Regions from separate parts of the Ovis aries genome. Here region 1 is linked to region 2. Evidence: chromatin contacts called from public Hi-C data. All regions are on one chromosome and are shown on one strand. Each heading gives the region's core, a stretch centred on a gene start, on an enhancer-like site or on the middle of the called end of the contact. The rest is flanking DNA. Distances are from core to core; before and after follow the strand shown. Region 1 has its middle 35 kb from the start of PLIN2. Region 2 holds the start of PLIN2 (perilipin 2).

Region 1 (4,657 bases), core at 1,642-4,141, 35 kb before region 2:
ATTCAGGACTGATTTCCTTTAGGATAGACTGGTTGGATCTCTTTGCAGTCCAAGGGACTCTGAGGAGCCTTCTCCAACACCACAGTTCAAAAGCATCAATTCTTCGGTGCTCAGCTTTCCTTATAGTACAATGATTTATGTGTACTGACAGTATCAGATTCTAGTATATAAATTCCATGCTGTTCTTTCAATTTTGCTGTTTCAAGAGTCTTTGAACTAATGTTCTATTGTATAGAAAAGTTAAAGGACATTGATTTTCATCAGATAAGAAATGTAACTCCACCCCAATGTTCAAAGCAACACTATTTACAATAAGTGCCCATCAGCAGCTTATTGACTTAAGAAGATATGGTATACATATATTAATATATATATCCCAATGAAATATTACTCAGCCATAAAAGAGTAAAATATTGCCATTTACAGGAACATGGTGCTAGAGAGTATTAGACTTAGTGAAATAAGTCAGACAAAAAAAGAGAATATGATATCACTAAAATATCACATGATATTACTAAATGTAGAATCTTAAAAATAATACAAATGAATTTATTTATAAAACAGAAACAGACCCACAAATGCAGAAAACAAACTTATGGTTACCAAAGGGGAAGGGAGGGTGGATAAATTAGGAGTATGGGACTAACAGATACATACCACTATATATAAAATACACTATAAGGATTTATTGTAAAGCACAGGGAAGTGTATTCAATATCTTATAATAACCTATAATGGAAAAGAATCTGAAAAAAAAGTATGTATATGAATAACTGAATCACTTTGCTATATATCTGAAACTAACACGATATTGTAAAGCAATTATGCTTTAATTGAAAAACAAAAGAAAGAGAAATGTAACTCTAAAAGATATGCAACTTTCTACTGTGCAATTTTAAAATTCTCAGACTCTGTTACAAGGCATTGCATTCAAAACAATGGATCTGAGTGTAAATGAAATAGCATGCTTCTGGATTTTCATGAAGATTTTATTAAAGCCTAAATTGCATACTAATCATTTGTACATATGCCTTGTTTTTATGCAATGGAAAGTACTGCCTAGACAATAAAATCTTTTGCCTAGCCTTGACCCCGTCTCTATGTTCCATCAGTCAGAGATAACCACTAGTCACAGTTTCTTATCTAGCATTTCAGAGATATTTAATGCATTTTTCTGCTATAAGAAAGCAAATCTTCAGTACTTACTATTTTATTTGGTCCTCACAAAAATTGTGCGAGGTAAACAGAAGGTTTCCTTCCCGATCACAGAAATGAAAATGGAGGCTCAGAGAAGTGAATCAATTATTATGACTCCGCTGTACAACTAATAAGTTGATCACACAGTCAGGGCTTTATTAAGCACCTCTTACATCCAGGCATTGGGTTGAGGGATAGAGACAGGACTCCATGCTCAAATGTATTATATCTTGGTTAGTTTGGGGGAGGCTTTCATACAATGTAAATGTGATTAATAGAGAAATCTTGATTCATGAGTATAATATACTCAGGGCTTCCCAGGTGGCTCAAGTGGTAAAGAATCCATCTGCCAATGGAGAGCCACAGGGGAGGTCGGTTCAGTCCTTAGGTCAGAAAGATCCCCTGGAGGAGGAAATGGCAACCCACTCCAGTATTCTTGCCTGGAAAATGCCATGGACAGAGGAGCCTGACAGATTACAAGCCGTGGGTTCACAGAGTCGAACACAACTGAGTGACTGAGCACGCATGATATACTCAACGCTATTCTGCGAGAGCCCAGAGGAAAGAGAAAAGTAAAGGTGGCTTTTCTAACTATAGTATTGCCTACCTAGGCATCTGGGTTTTCATTTTACAGACTTCTTAGGAAACACCAACTGTTATAAGGAAGTGTTGCTTTTGGTTTAATGTTTATCCTGCCAGGGAACTCCACCCTTAAATGATCTTAGTGACTAATAGGACTGGAACCAGTTCTCACTTACCAGATGCAAATTCTACTTACCAGCTTGTTTTTTGTGCCTTCTGCTGATTTGCAGTTAGGCAAATCTAGACTAAAGAAGTTCTTGAATGAGAATAGGCAATGATGCAGTTAAATTTGCTCTTTAATTTCAAAATTGGCCTGGCACAATGGCCTCACCTAAAAGTCATACAGTCAGTCGGTTGGTCTTATATTCCCTGACAGTTAGGGCACCCTCCCTGGTCACCCGCAGTGACTCAGAAGGCAGCTGCAGAGAACAGGAAGGCCTGAGATTCATGTGACCCACCATCGGCCTTCACCAGGGCAAACAAAGCAGATGGATGTCTCCAGCGGCCCACAGCTTTATGTTGCATTTCTGGATTTTTTTTTTCTCTCCTGCTTCAAACTGCTCTGAATTTTCTCCTTGACCTAGTTTCACCTGTGAAAAAATGCCATCCGAAAGGGCCTGCCGAGATGTTGTCTGGGCCCGCGTCCCTGAAGAAGGCCAACAATCTGTTTGCACACAAAAAATGGAAAAAATGTTTCTGTGCTTCAAAGATTACTGAACACAGTCTTTCCAAAATGAATCAGTTCCTTCCAGCAGGGATAATTTCCACTAATTGGGAAAACAAAGCTATCACTATTCAGTCACCAACCACTAGATTTCAGAAGAGACCACATGTCCTCACAGTTTCAGGCAGTTTTTCTTGGCCAGGTTTAAGCCATTGTTTCCCAAAGTGTGGCCTGAGGGCCACCTACATCAGAATCATGAAGATTAAGGAATCATTATTGCTAGAGAAGGAGCCAGTAGTCTGTGATTTTAACAAACATTTCAACACACACAACTCATTTTTATTTTTATTGGAGTATAATTGGTTTACAATGTTATGTTAGTTTCTGCTATACAGCGAAGTGAAACACGTATACACATATCCCTTCTCTCTCAAACGTCCCTTCCCTGCCTCCGCTCCTACTTGTCTAGGTCATCACAGAGCACCAAGCTATGCTGCCTGTGCTACACAGAAGCTTCCCAACAGCTATCTGCTTTATACATAGCAGTGTTTACATGTCAGGCCTACTCTCCCAGTTCGTCTCATCTTCTTCCCTCCCGTGTTCACATGACTGTTCTCTACTGCTGCGTCTCTATCTTCCCTGCAAACAGGCTCATCTGAACCGTCTTTCCAGATTCCATACATATGCATCAGTTCAGTTCAGTTCAGTTCAGTCGCTCAGTCGTGTCGAACTCTTTGCGACCCCATGAATCGCAGCACGCCAGGCCTCCCTGTCCATCACCATCTCCTGGAGTTCACTCAGACTCAGGTCCATCGAGTCGGTGATGCCATCTAGCCATCTCATCCTCTGTCGTCCCCTTCTCCTCCTGCTCCCAATCCCTCCCAGCATCAGAGTCTTTTCCAATGAGTCAACTCTTCGCATCAGGTGGCCAAAGTACTGGAGCTTCAGCTTTAGCATCATTCCCTCCAAAGAACACCCAGGGCTGATCTCCTTCAGAACGGACTGATTGGATCTCCTTGCAGTCCAAGGGACTCTTAAGAGTCTTCTCCAACACCACAATTCAAACGCATCAATTCTTCGGCGCTCAGCCTTCTTCACAGTCCAACTCTCACATCCATACATGACCACAGGAAAAACCATAGCCTTGACTAGACGGACCTTAGTCGGCAAAGTAATGTCTCCGCTTTTGAATATACAGTCTAGGTTGGTCATAACTTTTCTTCCAAGGAGTAAGCATCTTTTAATTTCATGGCTGCAATCACCATCTGCAGTGATTTTTGGAGCCCAAAAAAATAAAGTCTGACACTGTTTCCACTGTTTCCCCATCTATTTCCCATGAAGTGATGGGACCAGATGCCATGATCTTCGTTTTCTGAATGTTGAGCTTTAGGCCAACATTTTTGCTCTCCTCTTTCACTTTCATCAAGAGGCTTTTTAGCTCCTCTTCACTTTCTGCCATAAGGGTGGTGTCATCTGCATATCTGAGGTTATTGATATTTCTCCCGGCAATCTTGATTCCAGCTTGTGTTTCTTCCAGTCCAGTGTTTCTCATGTTGTACTCTGCATACAAGTTAAATAAGCAGGGTGACAATATACAGCCTTGACGTACTCCTTTTCCTATTTGGAACCAGTCTGTTGTTCCATGTCCGGTTCTAACTGTTGCTTCCTGACCTGCATACAGATTTCTCCAGAGGCAGGTCAGGTGGTCTGGTATTCCCATCTCTTTCAGAATTTTCCACAGTTTATTGTGATCCACACAGTCAAAGGCTTTGGCATAGTCAATAAAGCAGAAATAGATGTTTTTCTGGAACTCTCTTGCTTTTCCATGATCCAGCGGAGGTTGGCAATTTGATCTCTGGTTCCTCTGCCTTTTCTAAAACCAGCTTGAACGTCAGGAAGTTCACGGTTCACGTATTGCTGAAGCCTGCGTCTGAGGTCAGGGGCGGCAGCGGGGAGGAGCTACCCTGCGTCCGAGGCCAGTGGCGGCCGGGAGGATACATATGCATCAATATACAATATTTGTTTTTCTCTTTCTGACTTACTTTGTATGACAGACTCTAGGTCCAACCCCATCACTACAAATGACCCAGTTTTATTCCTTTTTATGCCTGAGTAATATTCCTTTGTATATACATGTCGCGTATATACAGTTGTACCATATCTTCATCTGTTCATCTGTCGATGGACATTTAGGTTGCTTCCATGTCCCGGCTA
Region 2 (4,631 bases), core at 1,520-4,019:
AAGTAATTAAGGTAAATGCCTTTGAGTGTTTCCCACAGTTCAAACTGTGCAGCTTGACAAATACAGCCTGCCTCCAGGCTCCTGCCTACTCACCAGCTGCCTCCTCTTGCTCTAGATTCCAGAAGCCGAGGTGGAGGACATGACCCCACCTCTCCCTTGCACCTCCCACCTCTCCTTTCTCCTTTATCTTCCCTGGGAAAGAGCTGGGAGGCTGAGGCCTCCGGCGATGTCAGCAGATAACCAGCCCACTCACTCCGGGAAAGGTCCAGAGAACCCCCTACCCGGCTTGGGGCAGTTGCACACTCACATCATGATTCAAGTCCTTCCTTTTTACACAAGGAAACACCAGGACTCAGACGCTGAAGATTTGTTTCTTAAAAAAAAAAAAAAAAAGGTAAAGTACTCCCCCAAACAAAAACAATAGCAAAAACAAAAAAAAAGAGCCCTTATCTCTCAACTTAAAAAAAAAAAGCCATTTCGGGGACTGACATTCATAGAGGGAGGGGGCTTGTGTGTACCTATGACCGATTCTGTGAGAGTTGGACTGTGAAGAAAGCTAAGCGCTGAAGAACTGATGGTTTTGAACTGTGGTGTTGCAGAAGACTCTTGAGAGTCCCTTGGACTGCAAGGAGATCCAACCAGTCCATTCTGAAGGAGATCAGCCCTGGGTGTTCTTTGGAAGGAATGATGCTAAAGCTGAAACTCCAGTACTTTGGCCACCTCATGCGAAGAATTAACTCATTGGAAAAGCCTCTGATGCTGGGAGGGATTGGGAGCAGGAGGAGAAGGGGACGACCGAGGATGGGATGGCTGGATGGCATCACGGACTTGATGGACGTGAGTCTGAGTGAACTCCGGGAGTTGGTGATGGACAGGGAGGCCTGGCGTGCTGCGATTCATGGGGTCGCAAAGAGTCGGACACGACTGAGCGACTGAACTGAACTGAACTGATGGCCGATTCATGTTGATGTAGGGCAGAAACCAGCCCAATATTGTAAAGCAATCATCCTTTAATTAAAAAACAAACAAAAAGCTATTTGCATAGTAAACTTAGGCAGCTATCAGACCGCAGTGATTTGGGTTTTAGTCTTGCTGGAAGAGTATATTCTCAAGGCCTTTTTGGAAATTCCAATTCAACTTTAGACAGATGTTGAAGAAACTGACTTTAAAGTAAAAAGAGCAACACAATAGCCCTCTCAACATGTCCGTCATCCTTTAGAATTTCACAACACTTTGGAAGTTATTTGTTTGCTATAAATAGCAGTCCAAACGCCATTGTTTCCATTTTTAAAGACAATTCTATTCCCAGAACTGGTGGAAATTAACAGGTTAGTTACAGTGAGTCCCTCGCGGCAACTCCTCTGCTGCCTTTTGGTGGCTGAGTCGTTCAGTAGTGTCCGACTCTTTGTGCCATAGACTGTAGCCCGCCAGGATCCTCTGTCCATGGGATTCTCCAGGCAAGAACACTGGAGTGGGTTGCCATTTCCTTCTCCAGGGCATCTTCCCGACCCAGGGATTGAACCCTCATCTTCTGAATTAGAGGCGGATTCTTTACCGCTGAGCCTCCGGGGCCCCACTTCCTTTTACGAAACTACAAAGCCAGCGTGGGCACCCGCCGCATTTTCGCACGGGGATCCCTAGCACTCTTGATCCAGGCAGGGCCGCCCCCTGCGCCCCGGCAGAGGGCCGGGGGTCACGTGGCACGGGGGCGGGCGGGGGCGGGGCGGGTATATATTCCGGCGCGCGGGTCGGTGAGCTGTGAACGCAGCACAGACTCGCCGGACCTCCGTCCTTGGGCATCTGCTGGCTGGTGGGTGCGCGCCCCTCTGCGGTCCCTGTGGCTCGGCCAACGCGGGCTTCGGGCCAGACGCTCGCCTCGCGGCGGTTTCGGGACCCGAGCTGGGGAGGGGCGGTGTCTGGGCCCTGCGTTTCCACCCTCCCTTTTGTTCCTTGATCGAGGCTTGCTTTTCTGCTCGCTTCCCTGGTGCGTTTGTAGCTTCTTGGTTGGGTTGGGGCTAGCAGTTTCCAATCGACCCCAGAGGACATTAGTTAAAAGGAAACGCCTGAGAAAATCGTCTTAAAGATGAATTTTGTGGGGTACGCGGACGGGCTATTGATAACTGGCGCCTGATTTCCGCCTTCGGCGTGGTTCTCATTTCTGGTTAAATTGGAACTCTCGGCCGCAGAATGGCTCCGAAGGGATTGGTTCTTGCCTTCCCAGCCCTGCTGCTTACCAGTGAGGCTGTTTTGTGTAGGTGTGGGCCGTTGGGGACACTAAAGTGACATTTAAAAACTCCCTGAAAAGTTTCTTGATCCTTGGAGCACCTCAATGTCCCTTGAACTTGTCTCGGTTCTTTGACAAGAAAAGTTTGACTCTCCGCACCCCCACCCCAAAGTGCTCCATCTTGATCGGCCTGACTGGCCAAGATACCTTCTCCTTGAAATATCTCCCTAGTTTTTACATGCATGTTACCTGGTTAGCATTTTTGTGGATAGATGTTTTTCTTCAAAAGGTGTCTCTAATGTCCCGGTGGGGAAGGCATTGAATTGAACACTTCAAGTTGGTATATTGTACCCGTGAGCTTTGAAGCCTTCTTTCAGGACTTGTTTGCTCAGGGGAGACCTCTGAGAGTCAGAGGGTGGGAGCAGTTCAGATTCCACTGACTGTATCTTGAATTTTGCTCACTTGAAACCCGGGGTTGGAGAATTAATCTGGGAATCTTGTCACAGTGTTCTGAAATAAGCCTCTCTTCTGCAGATTTCTTCTTCTCCAGCAAGAAAGATGGCATCTGTTGCAGATGAACCACAGCTGGTATGATTTATAAATAGACGGACGATTCTTAATTCCTTTCCCCACCAGCCATGTTTTGTAGACATTAACTCCTCCCTCCCTCTTGGTTACAGAGTGTGGTGACAAGGGTGGCCAACCTCCCCTTGGTGAGCTCCACGTATGATCTGGTGTCCTCGGCTTACATCAGTACAAAGGATCAGCATCCTTACTTGAAGTCTCTGTGTGAGATGGCAGAGAAGGGCATGAAGACCATCACTTCTGTGGCTGTGACCAGCGCACTGCCAATCATCCAAAAGTTAGAGCCACAAAGTGAGTGTTCATTTTGGCCTCAAAATTTAGTCCCATATAGTCACTGCGACTGAGCCCAAAGCTGGTTTGAATAATGAAGGCTAGCCTTACGCCCTGAGCTTTCATCAGTCAGGGAATCCTCAGCCTTTCCTGAGACACATACTCCCTTTTCTGAGAACTGCCAGGTGATGCTCATTGTTATAGAAGGCTTGCTTCAGAGCAACAGCAAATATGATATTAAAAAAGAAATTCCCCAGAGATGTTTCTGTGTTGGCAAGTGAGATCAAACGGGGAATCAGTGAGTAAACTGAAATAACTGACTTCTTTGGGACTGCACAGTATACATGAACTGCTTTAAAAATAAATCAGTGTACAAATTGCCCACTTAAAGTGTACCATTCAGTGGCTTTTAGTATATTCACAGTGTTGTTTAGGCATCACCATGATCAATTTTAGAACACTGTCATCTCTCCAGAAAGAAACCCCTATTTGGGGTGAGGAAGAAGTCCTGGAAATGAGAGTGGTAATGGTTGCACAATATTATGAATGAGCAATATTGTGAGTCCCAGTGAATTGTACACCTAAAAATAGTTTAAATGGTGAAGTTTGTTATGCATATTTTACCATGTTTTTTTAAAAAAAGAGAAACCTTATTCTCAGTCACTCCACCAACAGCCCCCCCTTTCCCCAACCTTAGGCAACTACTATTTTCTCTTTATAGATTTGCATATCCTAGACATGTAATATGAATGGAGTCATAAAACATGTGGTCTTTTGTGACTGGCTAGTTTTCACTTAGCATAATGTTTCCAAATTTCATCCAAATTGTAGCATCATCTCAGTATTTCATTTCTTTTGAATATGGAATAATTTAATATTCTGTTGTGTGGATATATCATTTTCATTCATCAGTTGATGTTTGGGTTGCTTCTAACTTTTGCCTATCATGAGCAATGAATGCTAATGCAAACACTTGTACACAGGTTTTTGTGTGGACATATGTTCTTTCATATATATACTTAGGAGTGGCATTTTCCGTTTCTCCACATTTATTATCTGCTTTGGAATAAGGGGTTAAATCATTCTCTCAAATTATTCCATCATGGACTTTTAGGATTATGGGGAGCCTTTTGGAAATCAGCTTTCCAACTCTGCTGCTCTGCAAATGTTGGGCGTCGGTGGGGGAGCTTGGACTAAACTCTGGGTCTCGTTAGGGAGATCCAGGGTGCTGTTAGCACACTGTTTCCTGGTGATAACCCCAAATATACTGCCACCTACTGAATTAAGTGTAGGCAGAGATTAGACTTGGAGATGGCGATGGCACCCCATTCCAGTACTCGTGCCTGGAAAATCCCATGGATGGAGGGCCTGGTGGACTGCAGTCTATGGGGTCTTGAAGAGTTGGACACGACTGAGCAACTTCACTTTCACTTTCATGCATTGGATAGGAAATGGCAACCCACTCCAGTGTTCTTGCCTGGAGAATCCCAGGGACGGGGGAGCCTGGTGGGCTGCTGTCTGGGGTCACACAGAGTTGGACACGACTGAAGCG

What was found. A called contact is a pair of places that touch in the nucleus more often than the background predicts.
Region 1: a contact with region 2 is called in a Hi-C map of retroperitoneal adipose tissue, with 2.2 times the contacts expected there. The contact joins the enhancer-like site here to the promoter of PLIN2 in region 2. A contact is called at or near these places in 10 of 16 Hi-C or Micro-C datasets (hypothalamus, liver, mesenteric adipose tissue and 6 more).

The regions. Positions count from the first base shown.
Region 1 is chr2:87,737,530-87,742,186 of ARS-UI_Ramb_v3.0, reverse strand. No RefSeq gene overlaps it. Among named protein-coding and RNA genes, the nearest start is that of PLIN2, 35 kb to the right of the region's middle. Within about 2 kb of position 2,891, at least 16 of the 54 cell types and tissues checked have an H3K27ac peak or open chromatin away from gene starts, as enhancers often do. A contact at or near this core is called in tail adipose tissue, where this site is marked.
Region 2 is chr2:87,702,804-87,707,434 of ARS-UI_Ramb_v3.0, reverse strand. PLIN2 (perilipin 2) reads left to right here and starts at 2,769. Exons shown (of 7, transcript NM_001104932.1): 1 at 2,769-2,812; 2 at 2,905-3,100. The coding sequence starts at 2,783.